Linked DNA regions of Gasterosteus aculeatus: all the other regions are linked to region 1. The links are chromatin contacts, called in public Hi-C maps. All regions are on one chromosome and are shown on one strand. Each heading gives the region's core, a stretch centred on a gene start, on an enhancer-like site or on the middle of the called end of the contact. The rest is flanking DNA. Distances are from core to core; before and after follow the strand shown. Region 1 holds the start of LOC120821033 (transmembrane protein 229b). Region 2 overlaps thada (THADA armadillo repeat containing). Region 3 holds the start of zfp36l2 (zinc finger protein 36, C3H type-like 2).

Region 1 (3,196 bases), core at 452-2,951:
GGCTCGAACTCACAACCTCGGCATTGCTCTACAATGTACTGTCATATAAGTACCGCGCGCTAACCGATTGCGCCACTGGAGCTCACTGTGTCCACACGCCATTTGGATTTTTAAACCTACCTGTGACGTCATTTGTTTCTAAAATCGCTGGAGCGCTGACTGCCAGCAGACGTTAACGCGTCGGTTTGTATGGAATGATCGATTTGTCCCACGGAAACGAGTCCGCTGTGTTTCTGGGATCTGAAACAACGTGCGGGGCTGTGCCATGACGGTACAAAATCGTAAATGGTGGCGCAATAAATAAGCGGCAGTTTTTCCTTAGGTCTTCCACAGCTTTCTCTTGTTCATGAACATTTTCATTACTAGAGTTGCGAAACGAATGAAAAGCAAGTCTGAGTGATTGATCAAGACTAGATAAGTAGCTTATGATATCTAACGTAGCTCGTGGCCACTACGAGGGAAAAGGGACCCGCAGTCCTCAATATTTTCAAAATAAAACGTGTTTTATAGAAAAAAAAATACTGAATTTCAAATACACACAAATGGTGATCACAATCATACTGAATCACAATCATACTGAAACATTGACAATTGTAGAGCGCTGTCAGCAGTGTAAAATACTATCTTTTGCCTCATAATATGTTCTCACATCTCATAAACTCTTATCTTGTAGGATAACTTCACATCTCATAACAGCCTGTTTCTTCCCATCTTGAACACCTGATTTTTGTTCCTTTCAATAGATTTCAAGATCATTTCAAATTGAATGTGTTGAATTTAGCACACATGTGACCTGAAAAGAGCAACAGGTGAAAGCACTCTGCTCTAAGATAGAGAATGTTCATTTCCTTAAACAAATATTCTTTGGTGGTAATTCAGCATCCACCAATGCAACACACGCTGTGTCCGCCCGGCTCACCAATGTGCGAAGAGTCCGACCTTTGTCTACTCGATAACTTTATGGTCATTGACTTGTGTACAGCGGCGTTCTTCCGGGCCCTAAAGGTGTGTTTGCTAGAATCACTGGACTCTGATCTGAAGGTCCACCGTTCATCGAACTGTTTTATTAGAGTACACACAGAGCAAACACACAGGACGCGGCAGAGGCCAAATATGTGGACGGACATCTGCTCCCGGAGAGACTTTATGGTTAAACTGTACGCTGTGCATGTGTGAAACTGTGTGAAAACTGCATCCATATTTATGTTGCGTGGGTGTTCGTGTTTGAAGTGGCAGCTTCACAAGATCTTGTTTACCTTATTAATTGCAGATGAACAATGATTAACAATCTTTATATAGTTAATCTCTTTACTATTAAGCTGCTTAAAGTAGATGAATGTAAAAACAACATTTACAGTGACTATTAACTAAATGTTGCATTTATCTTATTTACCTCATTAAATCACACAAACATTTAAAATGAAGTCATTGAAATTCAGACTCTACCTTCTACAGAGGCCTTAGCGCAACATGCAGACATGCAATAACTTACAACAACTAGAAGACATCACTCCGATATAATCAAATATTTATCACAACCGTTTGCAGGTCGGGAACCAACATTTTGAAAACTACTGAAGAATACTGTAGCTACAATGTCATCAATAAGTGTGTCTGTGTGTGTGTGTGTGTGTCTTCTCTGACACACCCAGCTGCTGCGGCTCACTGATAACCCTTTGCCTTCACCCTCACACGTCAAACACACACTGCACTTCCCTACAGAGACGACTCACGCAGCCTCCCCATGTCAGTTCATTGCCGCGCATGGACGTTTTTGTCCTCCAGGTGGATCCCGGCTTTCGCTTCCGGGTCCATCCCTTGGTTCAAGACCTCAGCCTGTGACAGAGGCATCGCTGTCATAACACGGAGCCGCTTAATGTTTAGCTCAAGATCCTCTCACGCTAACACACACACACACACACAGGGGAGCAAAGGGATTACAAAGGCACAGGGACCCATATGCTGCACGAGGATGGAGGCGAGAAAGCGCAATGCCAGGAGAGCACTAGGTAGTAATGACCCAGGTGAGAAGTATGATTGTGTTTGACTTTTTTAGGTCCCACTTTGAGGAATAATATGGTGTCTGTTGGCATTGCATCCTAATCTCAGTTAAAGTCTGCCAACTACTAGAGTTACAGGGTAAATGATTATGACAGGAACCATCACCCCGGGTCTTTTGTGGTTAATGAGAGAAATTTTGTTGAAGCGCTGTTAAAGATTATCAGAGACTTTCACTGAGCTAAACTGGGCTGTAAACCCGTTAATCCAAAGTAGAGCATGTACACCGTGGGACGGAACAGGGTTGCATTCTCACTGAGGAGCCAGTATTATAACGTGGAGAAGAAAATCTAGAAAGAAAACACTTATAGTCCCTGCGTGAATAAGCCAATAAAATTCAAGTTACGAAAACTGAAGTTAACTGTCAGTTTTTTTAGACACAGAAACCAAGAACTAGAGTAAAATAGTCATTAATGTTCATGCAAATATATGTTGTTCATCACCAATAAGGGTGAATTAGAATGACTTTTATTAAGTGTTTTAACCTTGTTTTAACAGAGTCTACTTAACTTATTTGTTTTCTCTCAAAGAGCGAGACGAGAGGATCGGTTTAGTTTGGCGCAGCGATTAGCTCGGACCTGCTGTGTCCAAAATGAACGACCTCTCGGCTCTTTTAAAGGAATTCTCCCTCTAAATCATCAGTTGTTACCAATTACTCACAGGACGAAGAAAAGGGTTTTTTCCCGCCATGCCTCCTCAAATGAAAAGAGGGGGAAAATGTGCAATGGCAAGAATATGTCAAAACCCGTGTTTATAAACTCTCCCACAAGGTGTAATCTATGCAGAAGTATGCTCACTACTTCCCATCTTTACTAACAAATAGAGCGAGGACAAGTTACACTCCTATTCAAGCAGGGAAACTATAGGGAAGTACAACGTACATACAGATGGTCGTTTTGTTAAGGTTTTCCTTAACTTATTATCATATCTCATGTGTTTAAGGGTCAGACACTCGATGGATCCTCACTCCTCCTCCCGACCTGGCACAATTAAATTGTTCCACTTAATAGTATTTTAAGACATAAAGACTCTCGACATGTTAACCTTTTTAGTGATCCATCTCTGCTTTTTGCCACATTTTGGAAATCTCATGAAAAAGAAGGCGGTGCAAATAACGTGTTTATTGAGACAGGTACCG
Region 2 (3,196 bases), core at 281-2,780, 220 kb before region 1:
GAGGCAAGTGTGTCACATCCAGGTGGAAAAAAGGAAGGTTTAAAACCTACACACACGGCTCACTTTCTGTGTGTGTGTGTGTGTGTGTGTGTGTGTGTGTGTGTGTGTGTGTGTGTGTGTGTGTGTGTGTGTGTGTGTGTGTGTGTGTGTGTGTGTGTGTGTGTGTGTGTGTGTGTGTGTGTGTGTGTGTGTGTGTGTGTGTGTGTGTGTGTGTGTGTGTGTGTGTGTGTGTGTGTGTGTGTGTGAGAGTGTGAGAGTGTGAGTGAGTGAGTGAGTGAGTGAGTGAGTGAGTGAGTGAGTGAGTGAGTGAGTGAGTGAGTGAGTGTGTGTGTGTGTGTGTGTGTGTGTGTGTGTGTGTGTGTGTGTGTGTGTGTGTGTGTGAGTGTGAGTGTGTGAGAGTCAGTGGTGACTGAGGCCCTCTGCGATCTCTCCAGGCTTGTGATCGCGTGGTTGGCGGACCTGATTTAGACCAGAGTTAAATTCAAGTTAAAAAAAAAAAAAAAAAAAACTGGCCCAGAGACCGCCAGATATAAAATATATAGGTTATCATATTATTGACTTCCCTCTCTCTCCTACTATTAGGACAATCTGAGATTTAATCACGGCTGTAAGCCCATTGAATTACACGTGATTGGTTCCGCTCTCCGTTGACAGGGATTTTCCCCCAGCAGTTGCTTCTTTGTAATAGTGGCGGGATTGTTAATGTGGTTTCTATGACACTACACACACATTTCACTTCAGGAGGAAACGGCAGAACTTTTCATTTAGCATTGGCCTGCCCATTAGCTAATGTTATCATGCTGACGGAAATGGTGACCGTGGTAAACACTTGAATGAATTCTATTTCAATAATTTAGAATGAACTATGGAGCCCCCAAAGTCCCCGAATAAGATTAAAAAAGTAAAGTACTCGTGTGCCCTAAAAAAAGGGCTCTTTGAGAGTCGTTGCCCTGGATAGTGGATGCCGAGGAGCTTTCTTACTGGTCACTAATAAATTCTTCTCTGTGTCGTCTCAGGATGACCGGCCGAGAGTTCTTCACCCGGTTTCCAGCTCTCTATCCGTTCCTCCTGAACCAGCTGGAGGAGGCTGCTGCCACGGTGGAAAGGTGAGGTGGTCCTCCTCTAATCCACACACACACACACACACACACACACACACACACACACAGCTTTTCATATCCCGTTATAGGTCTGTTACTTGTACGATACGGCTCTGTTTGTTTTCTTAAGCTGATGAAGCAGCAGGAGGAAGAGGGGAAAGTTTGTGCAACTTGATTGTGGGAACATGAACTATGAGCGTCTTTCTCTAGTCGAGTAGCGTTGTGTGAGCTGTTCCCTCCCCAAGGTATCACTTTCTCAACTGTTTGCTCAAAGAATAAGACTTTACGACCAGACAAAGTAGATGTCTCGTCGAGATTTAGTTGACTTTTTCTTTTTTCTTTTTCATCCTCCCCCTCTTGGCTTCATCTCTGTCGGCTGGTCCCGAACTCCTCCGCTGCCCGTCCAGCCGCTCCCCGGGCGGCCTTATCTTAATATGGATCCAATTAATTGAACGCTCTCCGAAACCGGCTCTTTCGCAATCCCCCTCACTCCCTTCGACCCCTTGTTAAAATTTTTTTCAGATTTTTCCCAAGGAACCAGATCTCAGCTGTCCGACCTCCCACAGTATCTCGGCGCATTGCGCCACCCAAACGGGCCGGCCGGGGAGCGTCAGAGAATAAGTGAGGGTTCATACTAGAACCACGGTTACAGAGTCACAGTTCGTTTGGTTCTTTAACATCTGTTGGTAACCTTTTTAATTTTATTATATATTTGATTTAAACTGCAGAGGGGATTTGGGTTGCATTTGAGATGCACCGCGGGAACTCAAATGACTGTTATTTAAAGAAAAAGGAAAATTGGGAAACGATAAGATCTTTGCATAGAACAGATTTTTTTATTTGTCCAGAAGAGCTCCCAATATCGGAGAGCAAAAAACAAAGCCGCTAATGAATAAACTATTTTCATTGTTAAAGCTTCTCTGCTTCTAGTTCAGTACTTCGGTTGAAGTCTCACTTCCCTTTTACCAGGTGACAGGCGATTAATCTACGGATTCCCCGTCGCGCCAAAGAGACGGAACATTTTGGAATTGTTTTTCACAGGATCGATTGGTCCGGTTTACTTCTGACCGTGTTGAATGAAACCTTTTTAATGAAATATCACTGTTTAAACGTGTGCGTTTCACACGGAACCTCCGCCTCTAACCTTCTCCTCCCCGCTGTGCTATCAGCTGTACCTCATGTGTTTGGTTTAGTCTTTGGTGTTACTCCCTTTGCTTTGACTCTCAAACTCCTTCCTGAGGCCTCGCGGCGCGCAGCTGAGGACACCTCTTGTTGTTCCCACATTTCAGATTCCTGCTGTTATCGTCTCGGTGTAGCAAAGCTAAACAAGTTCATCTCTGAAACTACTTCAGGTCAGTGTCCACGACTTGGACCTGCAGCGCCCTTCGCTTCCAAAGAACAGGATGAAAAAAAAGTGTCCACAAAACTGCTGATTATCTTTTTCCGCCAGCCGACTAAACGGCAAACTGAAGCCCTGGTTTACTTTAGGACGTCTTCCCTTTCGCTGCTTTTCCAAAACGAGAAAGAGGGCCGGACGTTCGCGGAAGAGCCCGCCATGGGATTTCAGTCGTTACACGACGCGGACGCCCTCTTTCATCAAGTGTTTCTGCCTCCCAACAAGGCCCAAAACCCCCCTCTCCGCCCCCCCCCCCCCCTCCCCCCTCTCTGACGTCACGCCCGTTGTGCTCGACTAAACTCTGACGCTAAACACATCGGACCTGTTTCTAATTGAGCTGTGATTACGTTTCCCGAAACTGCAGATGTATGGCAGCCGCAGCGGATGGTTCTCTGTGCACGTTATTGCTGAACGGAGTAATTAGAAGCCCCGAGAGCTTTTCCCCTGTTAGACAATGTTATATTCACGGTGCACGGCGCCAAATTACCGCCGCTAAAGTTTGAGTGGTTTTATTAACACCAAGATGGAGTACTCGAGCAGGCGTAAAACTCCATGAACCTTTTGGGGGAGTTGATCTCTGGTTTGTTCATCATTGTGGAAGAGCTGGACAAGAAGGAGTAAAACCGATCTGAAGGAACTAATCCCCATGAGATCCCAGATATTCACATTCAAGTCACTACTTTCTTTGTTGTGTAGTCAA
Region 3 (3,196 bases), core at 332-2,831, 180 kb before region 1:
ACACAGCCGGACCCTTCTCCTTCCCTGGTAGCCATGTTCCCTGTTACAGTAAAACTGACGTAATGTTTTGGAACATCTTAACGCCCCCCCATAGATGAACGCTTTAACGGAACAGAGCCGTGATGGAGGAGAGCGGTTACTGCGGACGAGGACATGTTGAAGGGATTTTCTCAGCAGCCTCGGCGTGTCTGTTCTTCCCATTAAACTATTTATCACAACTGGCCAAGCAAATAGTCCTGGGGCAGCCCTCAAGACTAATTTTAGGGTTGGTAGTAGTAGATTCCAAGCTCTTATGTCACTTGTTTTTCGCATGTGTCCCCCCCGGCATCACAAACCGTACAGCACTTGAAGAAATATTGAATCATGTCATGGAGAGAAAAATTGTTTATTTAAAAAAAAAGAATGTAGAACTATTCTTTGACTTGAAAAGCTTCATGGTTACTAGTGTCGCAGAACCTGGAAATTTCTGCAGATCCGTGTCGCACAGCGTTTTTACACCCCGCTGTCGGCTCGCTGATGTAAGTCTCGTCCTTCTGCTGCCAGCGCTGCAATCTTTCCACTGTGGGATTTATTCTTCTCAACTTGACAACTCCCAGAGTGCAGCGTAGTAGTTTGACATTTCCATGTGAACATTCTGCCACCCTGCGAACGTTACGTCAGGCCAACTGCAGCGCGTTCTTTGATTAACAAAGAGGAGGGTGACACAAAACACCCACTATGTCTGGGGGCTTCTGCTGTGGCAAAAACAAACGACATAAAAAAAGTCACTTTCTCTACAATCACCGCTAAAGGGGATCCAAATGGGCCTTTAGGCCTGAGCCAGCTGCGGCCAGCAGGGGGAGCCAGAGTCCGTTTGGGCACGCAGTTCCCCTCTTGGCCTCGCGGGGGCAGCGTTGCTCCGCTGCGACACATTTACAAACCGCATTCTTGCAGTCGGGCCTGAGATTGGGGGGGAAAAACAAGTCATGGAGAAACTTCAAGAGTGGCTCAAAAAGAAGATTGTAACCGAAGCGTATCCGCTTTGCGCTCAGCGCGTTAGCTCGTTCTTTTCCAATCGATTTCTGAATCGAGACAAAATCCTATCGATGTTTAGTTTGAATGAGTAGCATAAAAAGGTCACGCGCTGCCGACGGCCATGGACATGTCTCCTCTGCCATGTGTAGTGGACCAGGAATAGGCCGCTGTTGCCCTGTGGAAGTCCACTACGCAACGCGCTCGCTGCTATAAATTGGTGCTTGCACTCTGCCTGGACTCCTCTCCCCTCATACTTGTGGTCTCACCCCATCACAGGGAGGGAGAGGCACAGTTTCCTTCCATTACAAATGCATGTGTCAGCTTCCTAGTGTGGTGGTCCAGAGGTGGAGAAGGGTGGCCTGGCACTGGTCGGTTTTTTCTTTTTTTTCGGGGGGGTCGGAGAAGTTGCCTTTGAGCAAGGCACAACGTGTGACCCAGGGGAGGATGTGCGTACGGTTAATTTGTTCCTGTAGAGCAGCGCGCATGCGCAGTAGACCCCCACCATGTGTTTCTGCATTCTTTCTCAGCGAGTCGGCCGAAGAAGAAGTAGTAACAAAAAAATAAAAGATAAACTTCCACAAAATTGGTTGTGTGATTAAAAGTGTGTGTGTGTGTGCGGGAAGGGAGAGGGGGGGGGGGGGGGGGTGCTGGGGTTGGATTTCAAGGCGTGGTGAAGGAGAATAGGCGGCCAACCGGTGAGAGGAGCTTTTCTCCGGGAGGGGGGGAAGAGGCGGCTCCTCGCAAAACTTCGCACCGACTTCAGCTCGCCCCTCCCCGGCCGCCGCCAGGCATTTATACCCACGCAAAAAGGCTGCAGCGCACAGTGAAGCACTCTGGCTCCGCGCTTCTCGAGGGGAGGACATAAAGCCACCTCCGACCCCACAGCACCAAACCAACCCCCCTGCTGGTTGTTGGTTTTTTTTGTGTGTTTCTTCTTATCCTCCTCCAAACTTCTGCGGACTTAAAAACTGCACACGAACTTTTTAACGGCAACTTTTTCCCTCAACCAAAACCAGTCGTGGCACAAACTACCGCTTCCGCACGCCGCGTTCAGGGACCCCGCTCGGTCCTCCATGAAAGAGGGAGTGCGGCAGCACGCTTGGGGAAACGAGATGTCTGCGACCGTCTTGTCCGCGTTCTACGACATGGACTTGCTCTACAAGGTAAAGCTCGGGCGCGTTACCGGGGGGCGCGGGCGCGCGCGCTGCATCAACGCCGCAAAGTTGTTCGACTGCATCAACTTGTTGCGGCGTCATGTGGTGGAAACATTGTGTCAATTTGCTGCCAGCCGTGCACTGCTAACTTGTGTCTTTCTCTCCCGTACAGCAAGATAAAAGCATGAACATGAACGCCCTCCACATCAACAGCATGCTGGACAAGAAAGCCGTCGGGGCCCCGGTCACGTCTCCGGGCTCCGGCCCTTTCTCTCCGGGATTTTTCCGCAGAAACTCAACCAGCAACTTGGAGGCGCTGAACAACGGCAACAAGTACTCGATGGGCTCCTACGGCAGCCTGAAGGAGAACACGCCGAACGGCGGCGGCAGCAGCAGCAGCAGCGCCGCCACGGCCCTCATGAACAAGGAGAACAAGTTCCGCGACCGCGCGTACAGCGACAACGGGGACCGGGGCGTGCTGCAGCAGAAGCCCGGCTCTCAGATCAACTCCACCCGCTACAAGACCGAGCTGTGCCGGCCCTTCGAGGAGAACGGCTCGTGCAAGTACGGGGAGAAGTGCCAGTTCGCTCACGGCTACCACGAGCTGCGGAGCTTGTCCCGCCACCCGAAGTACAAAACCGAGCCGTGCCGCACCTTCCACACCATCGGCTTCTGCCCGTACGGCCCCCGGTGTCACTTTATCCACAACGCCGACGAGCGGCGGCCCGCGCCGGCCACCAACGCCAACATGCAGCTGGGCGAGTCCCGCTCGGTCCGCGACCTGTGCAGCTACGGCCAGCGGGACTCGCTGCCGCCGCAGCTCGGCTACACCCAGAGGGACAGACCAAAGCTTCACCACAGCCTCAGCTTCTCCGGCTTCTCCACCCACCACGGGCTCGAGTCTCCCCTGCTCGACAGCCCCATGTCCCGGACCCCGCCGCCGGCCACCGCCTCCTCCTCCTGCACCTCCACCTCGAGCTTCTACGAGGACGTGCTCTCTCCCAACTCCCTGTCCTGCATCAACAGTG

The links. Hi-C and Micro-C count contacts between places; a contact is called where the count stands out from the background.
Region 2: a contact with region 1 is called in a Hi-C map of skeletal muscle, with 5 times the contacts expected there. The contact joins the enhancer-like site here to the promoter of LOC120821033 in region 1. A contact is called at or near these places in 3 of 6 Hi-C or Micro-C datasets (skeletal muscle, tail fin and whole body).
Region 3: a contact with region 1 is called in a Hi-C map of skeletal muscle, with 6 times the contacts expected there. The contact joins the promoter of zfp36l2 here to the promoter of LOC120821033 in region 1. A contact is called at or near these places in 4 of 6 Hi-C or Micro-C datasets (skeletal muscle, tail fin and whole body).

The regions. Positions count from the first base shown.
Region 1 is chr6:6,191,490-6,194,685 of fGasAcu3.hap1.1, reverse strand. LOC120821033 (transmembrane protein 229b) reads left to right here and starts at 1,701. Exons shown (of 2, transcript XM_040179377.2): 1 at 1,701-2,024; 2 at 3,191-3,196. The coding sequence starts at 1,745. trnai-uau (transfer RNA isoleucine (anticodon UAU)) reads right to left here and starts at 82; the gene lies at 1-82.
Region 2 is chr6:6,407,850-6,411,045 of fGasAcu3.hap1.1, reverse strand. thada (THADA armadillo repeat containing) reads left to right here. Exons shown (of 38, transcript XM_078103924.1): 27 at 1,017-1,106. Among protein-coding and RNA genes, the nearest start is that of thada, 22 kb to the left of the region's middle. Within about 2 kb of position 1,530, at least 1 of the 9 cell types and tissues checked has open chromatin away from gene starts, as enhancers often do.
Region 3 is chr6:6,369,149-6,372,344 of fGasAcu3.hap1.1, reverse strand. zfp36l2 (zinc finger protein 36, C3H type-like 2) reads left to right here and starts at 1,581. Exons shown (of 2, transcript XM_040179111.2): 1 at 1,581-2,177; 2 at 2,341-3,196. The coding sequence starts at 2,088.